3 separate regions of the Mus musculus genome follow, and regions 1 and 2 are each linked to region 3. A link is a contact called in public promoter capture Hi-C data. All regions are on one chromosome and are shown on one strand. The core of a region is the stretch at or near the end of the contact, and the rest is flanking DNA. Distances in the headings are between cores, read along the strand shown. Region 1 holds the start of 1520401A03Rik (elastin). Region 2 holds the start of Flywch1 (FLYWCH-type zinc finger 1). Region 3 holds the start of Zfp760 (zinc finger protein 760).

What was found. Promoter capture Hi-C pulls out the DNA fragments that hold promoters and counts their contacts.
Region 1: a contact with region 3 is called in a promoter capture Hi-C map of the HPC-7 cell line, with 4 times the contacts expected there. The contact joins the promoter of 1520401A03Rik here to the promoter of Zfp760 in region 3. A contact is called at or near these places in 5 of 39 promoter capture datasets (the 3T3-L1 cell line, the HPC-7 cell line, cranial neural crest and 2 more).
Region 2: a promoter capture Hi-C map of cranial neural crest shows a contact between it and region 3. The contact joins the promoter of Flywch1 here to the promoter of Zfp760 in region 3. A contact is called at or near these places in 2 of 39 promoter capture datasets (cranial neural crest and liver).

What each region holds. Positions count from the first base shown.
Region 1 is chr17:23,724,445-23,728,002 of GRCm38.p6, reverse strand. It overlaps 1520401A03Rik (elastin), which reads left to right and starts at 1,552. Exons shown (of 41, transcript XM_017317755.2): 1 at 1,552-1,864. Pkmyt1 (protein kinase, membrane associated tyrosine/threonine 1) reads right to left here and starts at 1,667. Exons shown (of 8, transcript NM_023058.3): 1 at 1,362-1,667.
Region 2 is chr17:23,770,246-23,773,733 of GRCm38.p6, reverse strand. It overlaps Flywch1 (FLYWCH-type zinc finger 1), which reads left to right and starts at 2,132. Exons shown (of 8, transcript NM_001357994.1): 1 at 2,132-2,319.
Region 3 is chr17:21,705,896-21,709,182 of GRCm38.p6, reverse strand. Zfp760 (zinc finger protein 760) reads right to left here and starts at 1,442. Exons shown (of 6, transcript NM_001008501.2): 1 at 1,290-1,442; 2 at 461-572.

The DNA of each region.
Region 1 (3,558 bases), core at 303-2,802, 2.0 Mb before region 3:
GGACTTAAGACATAAATGCTAACTGCTGTCTTTCTTAATCAGTGCTTTAGATAATAGTTGAAATGACTCAAGTATAGTAGTGCCCTGGTGTCAGTATCTTTGTGCCCCTTGGGGCAAAAGAGGGTGTTGGGTTGCTCCAATGTTGTAATTGAAACAAAGGCAAAAAAGCAATAGAAAGTGTCCATTTTAGGGGAAGCCACAATGTATCAAAGGAGCCACACCTAACCTCTAGTAGTAGCTAGATCAAATTACTACTTAGGTTAAGTACTTAAGAGGCTTGCTGGAAGGCCCTCTTGTTATGGATCTATTTACTTCAAGAATCCCATCCCAGAGGTGGCCTTTAGCTTAGTGATAGAGTACATGCCTGGCACCATCAGCGTCCTGCATTTGATGCCCACCCTAAGAAAAAAAAAAACAAATCCCATCCCAGGTCTTCTGTAAGGATCCACGATCATGCTTGTTAATTAAACCTACAGTCTTGAAGGGGACGTGGGTGGGGGAGGTAAGAGTACTTGCTGCCCTTCCAAAGGACCAGGTTTGATTCCCTGACACACAAGCGTCTGTAACTCCAATTCCAAAGGGATCTGACACCCTTTTCTGACCTATGTGGGCACTAGGCACAAACAGACAAAAATACACATGCATTAAAAAGAGTAAAAACTTTTTTTTTTTAAAGGAAGAAGGAATACAGTCTCCATGCCTAGCACCTGGGAGTCCATCACCTTCTGTTTCAGCCAGAGAGACCATTCCCTCTCAATGCCATTTTCATTTCAACATCACTGGTCATTTACATTCTAATACCTCTGGCCTGGTCAAACAGCTTTTATGGGGTGAGAAGGGTTGGTAGTGGAGTCCCGGCTGAGTACAGAGTGTCCCTGAGCCACTGGGTTTCCAGGGACCTCACCCTCTTACTGAGCTGTACCCATCTGTTGACCACCATCTAGCGTTAGACTGTGAGTTTCTCCCGTGCAGGGCCACTGCTGAATCCGTTCGGTAGGCGAGGGGGAACTCTGACAAACCATTGCGTAAACAGGCTGTCACCCGGGGGTGGAGGGGCTCTTCCCAGAGAGCCGCGGGAGAAAGAGAGGCAGTGCTGGAAAAGGAGCGCCCAATGGGAAGGGACAGGGGACCCGCGGGAGTAGGCGGGGCGTGGGCGACAGCGCTGACCTGGAGTCATCCGAGGGCTAGTCCGGCCCGTGACAGACACGGAGGGGTGGGGCTGCTGCAGGGGGGTGGGGGGGTGACCGGATACTGAGAAGAGGCCGGAGGGCAGTCGCGGGGCGCAGCGCGGCAGGAGCGCGGGCCAGGGCGCCGGCGGAAGAGCGGCGCAACCGGGAGATCTCACCCGGGTGTGGGCTCACCTGGGGAGGCTGGGCGTGGCGCAGCGTGGCGCAGCGTGGCGCAGCAGCGAGGTCCCAGGTTCCGGGTCGGCGGGGGCCGCTGGGGACCTCACAGAGGCCAGGCAGGCCGGGGTCGGGCAGCGGGGCCTCTGGACACCGGGACGAAGCACCCTCCAAGAAGGGGAACCGCCCGTGAACGCGCGCGGAGCCAGCTCGCGCCAAAAATTCCAAACCGGCCTCGAGGCCCCGCCCAGGCTCGCCCGTGGTCCCGCCCCCGCCTGGTGCAGCGGGTCTAGCGCCCGGGGCATTGGCCCCGCCTCGCGTCTTGCGTGCGCACCGAGGTCTCCCCGCCTCCGAAGTTTGCCGGAGCGCTCTCACTGCGCAGACGCAACTCTTCGAGGCCTATTGCGGCGGGAACGATCCTTGGCCCCTCTCTGTCGGTATTTGTCGGCCTTCACACTATGGTCCCCACACCAGCTGCTCTCTATTGGCTGCCTTAATATTCGTGTCCATAAAAGGGGCAGGTAAGGGCCCTGCAGCCAAGTGGCATCTCCTCAAGGAGTTGCCACTGGGGACAGCACAAGCGAATGTCCCACTACTTATAATCTTATGCATATTCAGACACCGGTCTTCATCATCCCAGGATAGCGATTGGTAGCGCCTGTTCTAAGACGGTGGAGTCTCCTTGTAAATAGGCTGTCTGAGGCCGATTCTTACATCCTTTAGCTCAGAACCTTGTGCTCAACTGACTCCTCTCAGTCACTTCCTGGCCTCACAACCTCTGGTACATGATGGGTTGTCACTTTTCTTCTAAACGTGGAGCCGAGGAACCTAGGACAATTTCTTTAAAGAAGGTCTGCACAGAACAAAGTGGGGTGGAGCTTGCTTCATGGAGAAAGGGACCTTTATTGATTTCAACTAGAAGTGAAAAATCATGCTTTATAGCCAATCTCTCTAAAATGCTCCTGCAATCTCTTGGAACAACAGTGGGAAGGAAGGCCAGGCCCTACTTAAGCCTGAGATCAAGAGCTGGGGTACCGCCCACCTCCAAGCCCTTCCCTTTGCTTTAGTGACTTTGAGAGCCAGAACAGTTGTGACTTGGTCTAGTCCTTGTTGAGAACCCTAGACAGGTCCCTCTCCAACTATTTAGAGCTATTTTCTGCCAGCTCCGTTTTCTGGACAGGCCTCCCCTTCTTCCAACCATTTATTCCTCAAAGTCTAATTCATAATGATTAAAACACACTAACACACACACAGTAACAAAAAACAAAACAAAACAAAACAAACAAACAAACAAAAAACTGCACTGGTACATGTCTATACCCCAAGCACAGAGGCGGCTGAGGCAGAAAGGTCACATGAGCCTAGGAATTGGAGGCCAGTGGGTACTATAACAATATTCCTGGGGCTGGAGAGATGGCTCAGTGGTTAAGAGCACTGACTGTTCTTCCAGAGGTCCTGAATTCAATTCCCAGAAACCACATGGTGGCTCACAGCCATCTGTAATGCCTTCTTCTGGTGTGCCTGAAGACAACTACAGTGTACTCACATACATAAAATAAATAAAATCTTAAAAAAAGAAAGAAAGAAAAAGAAAACTCAATTAAAACAAAACAAAACAAAAAAACGAAACAAGATGCCTGTCCTCAGATAAACCACTAAGTAAAAGTTGGGTAAAGTGGTGTATAGCTCTGTAATCCCAACACTGAAGACCTGGGGAGGCTGAGGCAGGGGTAATCTCTGAGTTTGAGGCCACCCTGATATATATCAGAAGTTCTAGGCCAGCCTGGGCTACATAGTGAGACTTTGTCTCAAAACCCGGCACAGTTTTATCAATTTGAACCCTGTCTCATAAAGAAACTAGGGAAGAAGTAGAAAGGCTAGGCTGTCAGCTAGCAGGTGTGAAGCCCTTGGTTCAATCCCCAGCGCTACAGGGAGAAATAAAAGCATTTTATTTCAGTGGCATACATCAGAAAACATCTCACTCTGCAGAGAAGGCTGCACTAGACACCTAGTAAATATAGATTAACAGCAGTTACAGGTAAGTGGACAGACATCCTGTGAGGGAACTAAAGGCTGTAGTGTTGCTCTGCCAGTCTCCACATGTGTAAAATGAATAATAGCTCCTCCTTGCTGGAAGAAACGAGCATCAACTGAGAAAATATATGTGAACTGCTTTTGTTAGAGGAGAGGCAGACCAGAGAGATCTGTGCTTTTC
Region 2 (3,488 bases), core at 883-3,382, 2.1 Mb before region 3:
TCCCTGTTCTTAAACTTCGGCTTTCAAAACAGGGCTCCTTGTGTCCTCAAACTCCTGATTACTCTTCCCTTACCTCCCAAGTAGCTAGGAGTCCAAATGTGGACCATCATACCAGGCCAAACTGGCATTATTCTGTGTTTGAGGTTGTCTCAAAATCCTCAAGGGATGGGATTGCAGATGTGGCCACCACACTCAATTTTGTTTGTTTTCAAAGATCTGTCTGCCTGTCTATTTATTTACTTATTTGTTAGCTATTTGAGACAGGATATCTCACGCGTATGAGCATCTGCCTGCATGCATGTGTCTATAATATGTACATGCCTGATTTTAGAGGAGGCCAAAGAGGGTGTCAGATTTCCTAACTGAATTTTGTCCTCTGTAAAGAGCTGTTTAAGTGCTGAGAATCGCTAAGGCAGTGGTTCTCAACCTGTGGGTCACAACCTCCCTGACAAACCTCTATCTCCAAAAATATTTACATTATGGTTCATAACTAGCAATATTACAGTTAGGAAGTAGCAACAAAAATAATCGTATGGTTGGGGGTCACCACGGTATGAGGAACTGTATTAAGGGGTCACGGCTTTAGGAAGGTTGAGAGCCACTACCTAACAGTGTTTCTTTTCAAAACGGTTTGTTTTTGGAGACAGTCTATGAAGAATCAGCTTCCAGGACTCGCTGTGTAGCCCAGGATGGCCTCATTCTCCTGCCTCTGTCTCCGCAATTCTGAGTTTACAGGCTTGCCCCGCCACACAGGGCTTCCCATTTTCTCTCTAAAAGTTAAAAGTTTTTTAACTTTTAGATTTCTGAAACCAAAACCAAAACCAAAACCCTTATCTTTCTCTTCTACTTACTTATTCACCTATATTGTTGTTTTTAAAACCCAGGGTCTCATGTAGCTCAGGCTTGCCTTACATTCACTATGTAGCTGATGAAAGACTTGAATTCCTGATTCTCTTGCTTCTGTTTCATTTGTGCCACACACATTCAGCTCCTGGATTCTTATTTAAATATGCGATCTGTTATTGTCACTATTTCAAATCTCAGATAGTCCTGGATTGGGAGAGGGGGGTATCTAAGGGTTTCAACGTGCTGCATAAGAATGTTCTTTGGAGGGCTGGCGAGATGGCTCAGTGGTTAAGAGTGCCGACTGCTCTTCCGAAGGTCCAGAGTTCAAATCCCAGCAACCACATGGTGGCTCACAACTATCCGTAACGAAATCTGATGCCCTCTTCTGGAGTGTCTGAAGACAGCTACAGTGTACTTACATATAATAAATAAATAAATCTTAAAAAAAAAAAAGAATGTTCTTTGGAACTGGCTCAGTTATGAAGACCATTGGGCTGCTTCCAAAGGACCCAGCCTTGATATCCAGCACCCACATGGTGGTTCATAACTCTGGGCAACTCCAGGAGATCCTATGCCCTCTTTTGGCCTCCACAGGCACCAGAAATGCACATGGTGTACAGATACACATGCAGACAGAACATCCAAATACATTTTAAAAATACACTTAAAATATGTCAGAGTTATGTTTTTTAAAAAATAAAAAAGAAAGGAAGGAAGGAAGAAAACTGGGTGGCAGTGGCGCATGCCTTTGATCCCAGTACTCACCGTGCTAGGGTGGCAGAGGCAGGCTGATCTCTGAGTTTGAGGCCAGCCTGGTCTATAGAGAGCATTCCAAGACAGCCAGGGCTACGGAGAGAAACCCTGTCTTAAAATAAAAATAAAAATAAAAAATAAAGAAATAAAATACTTAAAATGTAAAAAAGAAAGTTCTGAAGGTCACAGGCCTAAAGACGCACTTAAGCCAAAGCTACAACTTCGTAAGAATGCAGTCAAATCCTATAAAAGTCCTGTTCTCTCTATCAATAGCGCTGTCATCCTTTTAGTGATGACTCCCAGCCTGCATCCTTGCTACAAATTCACCTGTCGCCCCGCCCTCCCGGATGCAGTAGCGGGACCATGGGTTGTCCCGCCTTCTTCCTTGTTAGTAGACCCGCCCCTGATGCTGATTGGCTAGGGTGTCAAGTTGACACTGCGCAGAGAAGACCCGGAGAAGTGGTATCCGCCTCAGGAATGGCTCCGCGCCTCTGCTGCGCATGCTCGCTAGTAGTTTCTAGGCTTCCCAAGCAGGCGTCTCGCGGGGGCGCGCGCGCGGGCACGGGCTCGCTCCCCAGGGGGCAGTTGGCGGCGGGAGCGGGCGGCGGGGTCGTGGTTCCTAGAGCAGCCCCGGCTGCTAGGCCGGCGCCTGCGTTGGCGGACACTCACACGAAGGATCGGGTGGCTCAGCCGCCGGAGAGGCAGGGCCCGCTGCCGTCGGTGAGGACGGGCCCCTGCGGGCGGGAGGGTCGGACCAGCGGAGCGATGCCTGGTCCGGCTATCCTGGGGTCGCGCCCGGTGCTGGGGAGGGGCCCCAGCTCTGTAGCTCGGGCATGGGGTGCTTCTTTGTCGGACATCCACGATGCGCCTCCTTTCTACCTGATCTCTCCATCAACCCACTCGACTCCTGTACCGATCTTAACACCTCTAAATCCGGGACCACACATTCGCCCATCTTCCTTGAACCGTGTCCACCCATTGCATGTCCATCCAGCTCTGTCCTCCGTCGCGGCCCATCCTTGGCGGCCGCAGGTCCCAATGACCTTGCACTTTTTGCCGGTTGTTACCCCTCCTCGTTCAGACTATAGGTTGCCCATTGTGGCTTTCAAACTTTGTGACGCATTCTAGACTGAGAAAGATGTTTTATGTGTATATTCTGTGCCTGAAGATAGATTTCGTGAATCGCAAGTTTAAAGAGAGTCGCTTACCAATCTCACATGACGCAGATCTATTTAGGCTGTGTTCTAATTCATTCCTTTCTGTTCCGTTCCATTCCATTCCAAATGACTGACTTGCTAACCCATTGATTCAAGACCTAGCTTATCTGACAGTTTTAAACCCCCCTTTACTCCTTACTCTACAATCAGATAACCATCCCCAAGAAAGATCTTTTTGTTATGATGTTTTGTTTTTAACTTCTTTGCTTTCCAGGGTCCTTACCATTGCTGGGGCTTGGTTTAGATTTCTGGTATGTTTATCTCATTGTTCTCCCAAGTGCCACTAGTCTGACTTGTGGGAACAAAACAGCATATGAAGTAGAGGAGAGCTGATAATACATGCTCACTTATGCAGATGAAGATGGCTTTGCTGGGGGAGGGATGTGAAGCTGAATTGTTAGGTAAAGGAATCCGTCTAGCCAAGATTCTCATCTAGGAGGATTGCGGAAATCTATCAGTTGGCTTCCCACATCTCATGTGGGTTTTCCTTATCATTCTGAGTGTGTGTTTGTGTGTCTCTGTGCATGCATACACAAGGCTGTTTATCACTCTCTGCCTTATTCCTTTTTGTTTGTTTGTTTCAAGACAGGGTTTTTCTATGTAGCCCTCATCTGTGGGCTTCAGGTGGGCCTCAAATTCACAGAGCTCCTCCACCCCCTGCCTCCTGAGTGC
Region 3 (3,287 bases), core at 193-2,692:
TAAGTACCAGGATTTCTAACACAGTACTATGCTCAGCAGAAATACAGAAAAGGGAACAGAGGGTTCTACAAATGATCCCCCAACTGTTACATAGGGTCAGCATGCTGAAAATATTCAGGGAGCATTTTGAGTTTCCATAACTTGAATCCTACTTCTAATCATAGCTCAATCAAAACTCAAGGGAAAAAAATGAATCTGTATTACTGGAGTGATATTATAAACTACTGAGTATCTAGTTTCATCATGGAACAAAAACGAAAGAAGCCTTACACATCCCAAAATAACAAACATGAAGAACAGATGAAATTTCATGAAAACTTTGTCTTTTTCTCTGAGGCTTTCACTTTCTTCTGTGAGATGTGAGGCTCATCTCATTCACACACAGCTCACACACATGCAGAGTAATTTCCCCAGGAACCCCGAGGAGCAAGGAAAAGTGCAAGAGACTATTGTTACTCACAGAAACAGGACTGCTGCAATTCTGCAATATTCAATCTCAGTACAAAACCCTATGAGTGAGGTCCAGGCATTTCCTCTTCTTCCTGAGAGAAGTTCACCGCATGTCAACAACCCTGAAATTACAAAGCAACAGTTTGCCCTTTGTCCATTGTCAGAGTGTTTCTTGCATCAGAAAAGATACTTTCTAACTTTGTCCCATTACATACTGTTTTCTAATGTAAACAGTGTGGCCTGTTATCCTCACTCTCAACATGCATACTGTACTTCTCTGGACTCCTGAGGTGTGCCTTAAAACCTCAGCATAAGAACACATATTTGTTATATTCACATCAGCGTGTATGCATCTCAAATGCAAAATGAGTGATGAGTAAAACCTTTATTTAAGAATTGTTAAAATTTACAAACATAACTGTGTAGCTTAGCAAAAAAAAAAAAAAAAAAAAATCCACAAACTGATCAAAATCTGCAGTTACTCCTTATGGGGCTGGTAGTTAACAAGCTCTCTGGGACCTTAAAGTCTCCATGTCAAATTCCTCTCTCTTGAATACGAAACGGGTAGACCAAGGGCGTTAGAAAATGCCAACAGTTTTAGTTTTTGCATAACAGCAAAAAGAATAGTGTTTTCAATGGTCAAAACATAAACTCAATTAGTCTAAGGGATACAGTCTTGAGAATATTCTGGAAACCACGGATAAATGGTAAAATCAGCATGTGTCCCATTTCATATGTTCTCAAACTTATCTTCAAGGGTATTACCCTTCACCAGAATTGTGAAAACGGTATCCTTATGAGCAGCAGAAAACTGAACATGCCCCTGGTCCAGTTCCTACCTGTTTACTACAGCTCTTCTGACCTGGGAGATGCTAGGATCGCCGGGCTGCGGTTCCCGCCACTGTGGTGCGGACCGGCGAGTCTCCCAGACCGTTCTACGAGGCTCCAGTGGCTGCAGGAAGTTTTCACATCTACTTGAAACTCTGGCCAGTGTCGGCCGTCCAGCCCTTAAACAAAGATTTCCTCTCAGAGAATGGAGGGTTTTCCGGCCCCTCCCTCCTGCGGCCACTGGAGCCGCCTTTGGGTCCGCCTATTATAGATAGGTTCCGGTTACGTAGGTTCTCTGACCCAGCCCACTGGTTCAAATCCCTTGTCCAATTGAGTTTTCCAGGCCTTCCATGCGGGCTTTAGTTTTCTCTTCGCTCTATTTTTCTAGACCAGTTTTCCCGCCCCGTGGAGACCGGTCCCTCCCACTCCGTCTCAGGCTGCCTTCCACACAGCTCCAGACGCCAGGCTGCTCTGCACATTCTCTGCGCAGCCTCACCATGAGCACTGCCATCCTTGACCAGAACTGGATCTAGTAGGACACTGCACCCCAGAACCTGCCCCACACTCTTGATTCGGAACCTTTCAGATGCAAGATAGTCTCGACTTGACTAGCAGCCTGTGGGCTACATACATCAAACAATAGCAGGTTAAATTCAGAGGCCAGAGTCCGATCCCCAACGGACACACACAAAATGGCAAGCCAAAACCTGAAACTCAAAACTCAGATCCAATTGGCACTGTCTCCCAAGTGCTGGGATTAAAGTTCTATACCACCATGTCCAGATATTTATGTTTATATTATTTATACTGGTGTGATTTGTAAGTATAGACCGGATAAATGCTCTGGCACATTATTTAGAAGGGTATTTTTTTCTTTAGTATGAATTTTCTGAAGTGTTGTTAGAGTTGAGCACCGAGTAAGATTTGTGACATTCTTTACAGATGTAAGGTCTCTTTAATCTGAACTCTCTGATGTCTTCTAAGACTTGTATGCTAGATAAAGGGTATATCACAATCATTGCTTTATTACGTTTTTTTCTCCAGTATGAATTTTCTGATGTGCTCGAAGAGTTGAACCCTTTGCAAAATATCTGTCACACACCTTACATCTGTGAGGTCTCTCTCCAGTATGAACTCTCTGATGTCGTCTAAGATGTGAGTCCTGGATAAAGGATTTGTCACATACCTCACATTTGTAAGGCTTCTCACCAGTAGGGATTCTGGAAAGTGTTTTAAGATGTGATAACTCAAGAAAGTACTTACCACATTCTTTGTGTTTGCATAATTTCTCTAGAGAATGAGTTTCCTGATGCCTTCTATATGAGGCATAGTGAATAAAGGATTTGTCACACTCTTTACAGTTATAAGGCTTCTCTCCTGTATGCAATTTCTGATGGCTTTTAAGTGCTGACAACTGAGGAAATGACTTTCCACATGCATTGCATTTGTAAAGCTTCTCCCCAGTATGACTTCTTTGATGTGTTTTAAGGCTTGAGCACTGGTTAAAGGATTTGTCACATACATCACATTTATAAGGCTTTTCACCAGTATGGATTCTGTAATGCCTTTTAAGATGAGATAATTCAATACAGGATTTACTACATTCTTTGCATTTGTATAATTTCTCTAGAGAATGAGTTTTCTAGTTCTACCAGAAGATCCAGCAATACCACTCCTGAGCATATACCCAGATGATGCTCCTACATGTAATAAGAACACATGTTCCACTATGTTCATAGCAGCCTTATTTATAGTAGGCTGAAGCTGTAAAGAACTCAGATGTCCTTCAAGAGAGGAATGGATACAGAAAATGTGGTACATTTACACAATGGAGTACTACACAGCTATAAAACAATGAATTTATTATATTCTTAAACAAATGGATGGATCTGGAGGATATCATCATGAGTGAGGTAACCCAATCACAAAAGAACACACATTATATGCATTCACTGCTAAATGGATATTAGCCCAAAATCTCAGAATCCTTCTTAGAAGGGGGAACAAAA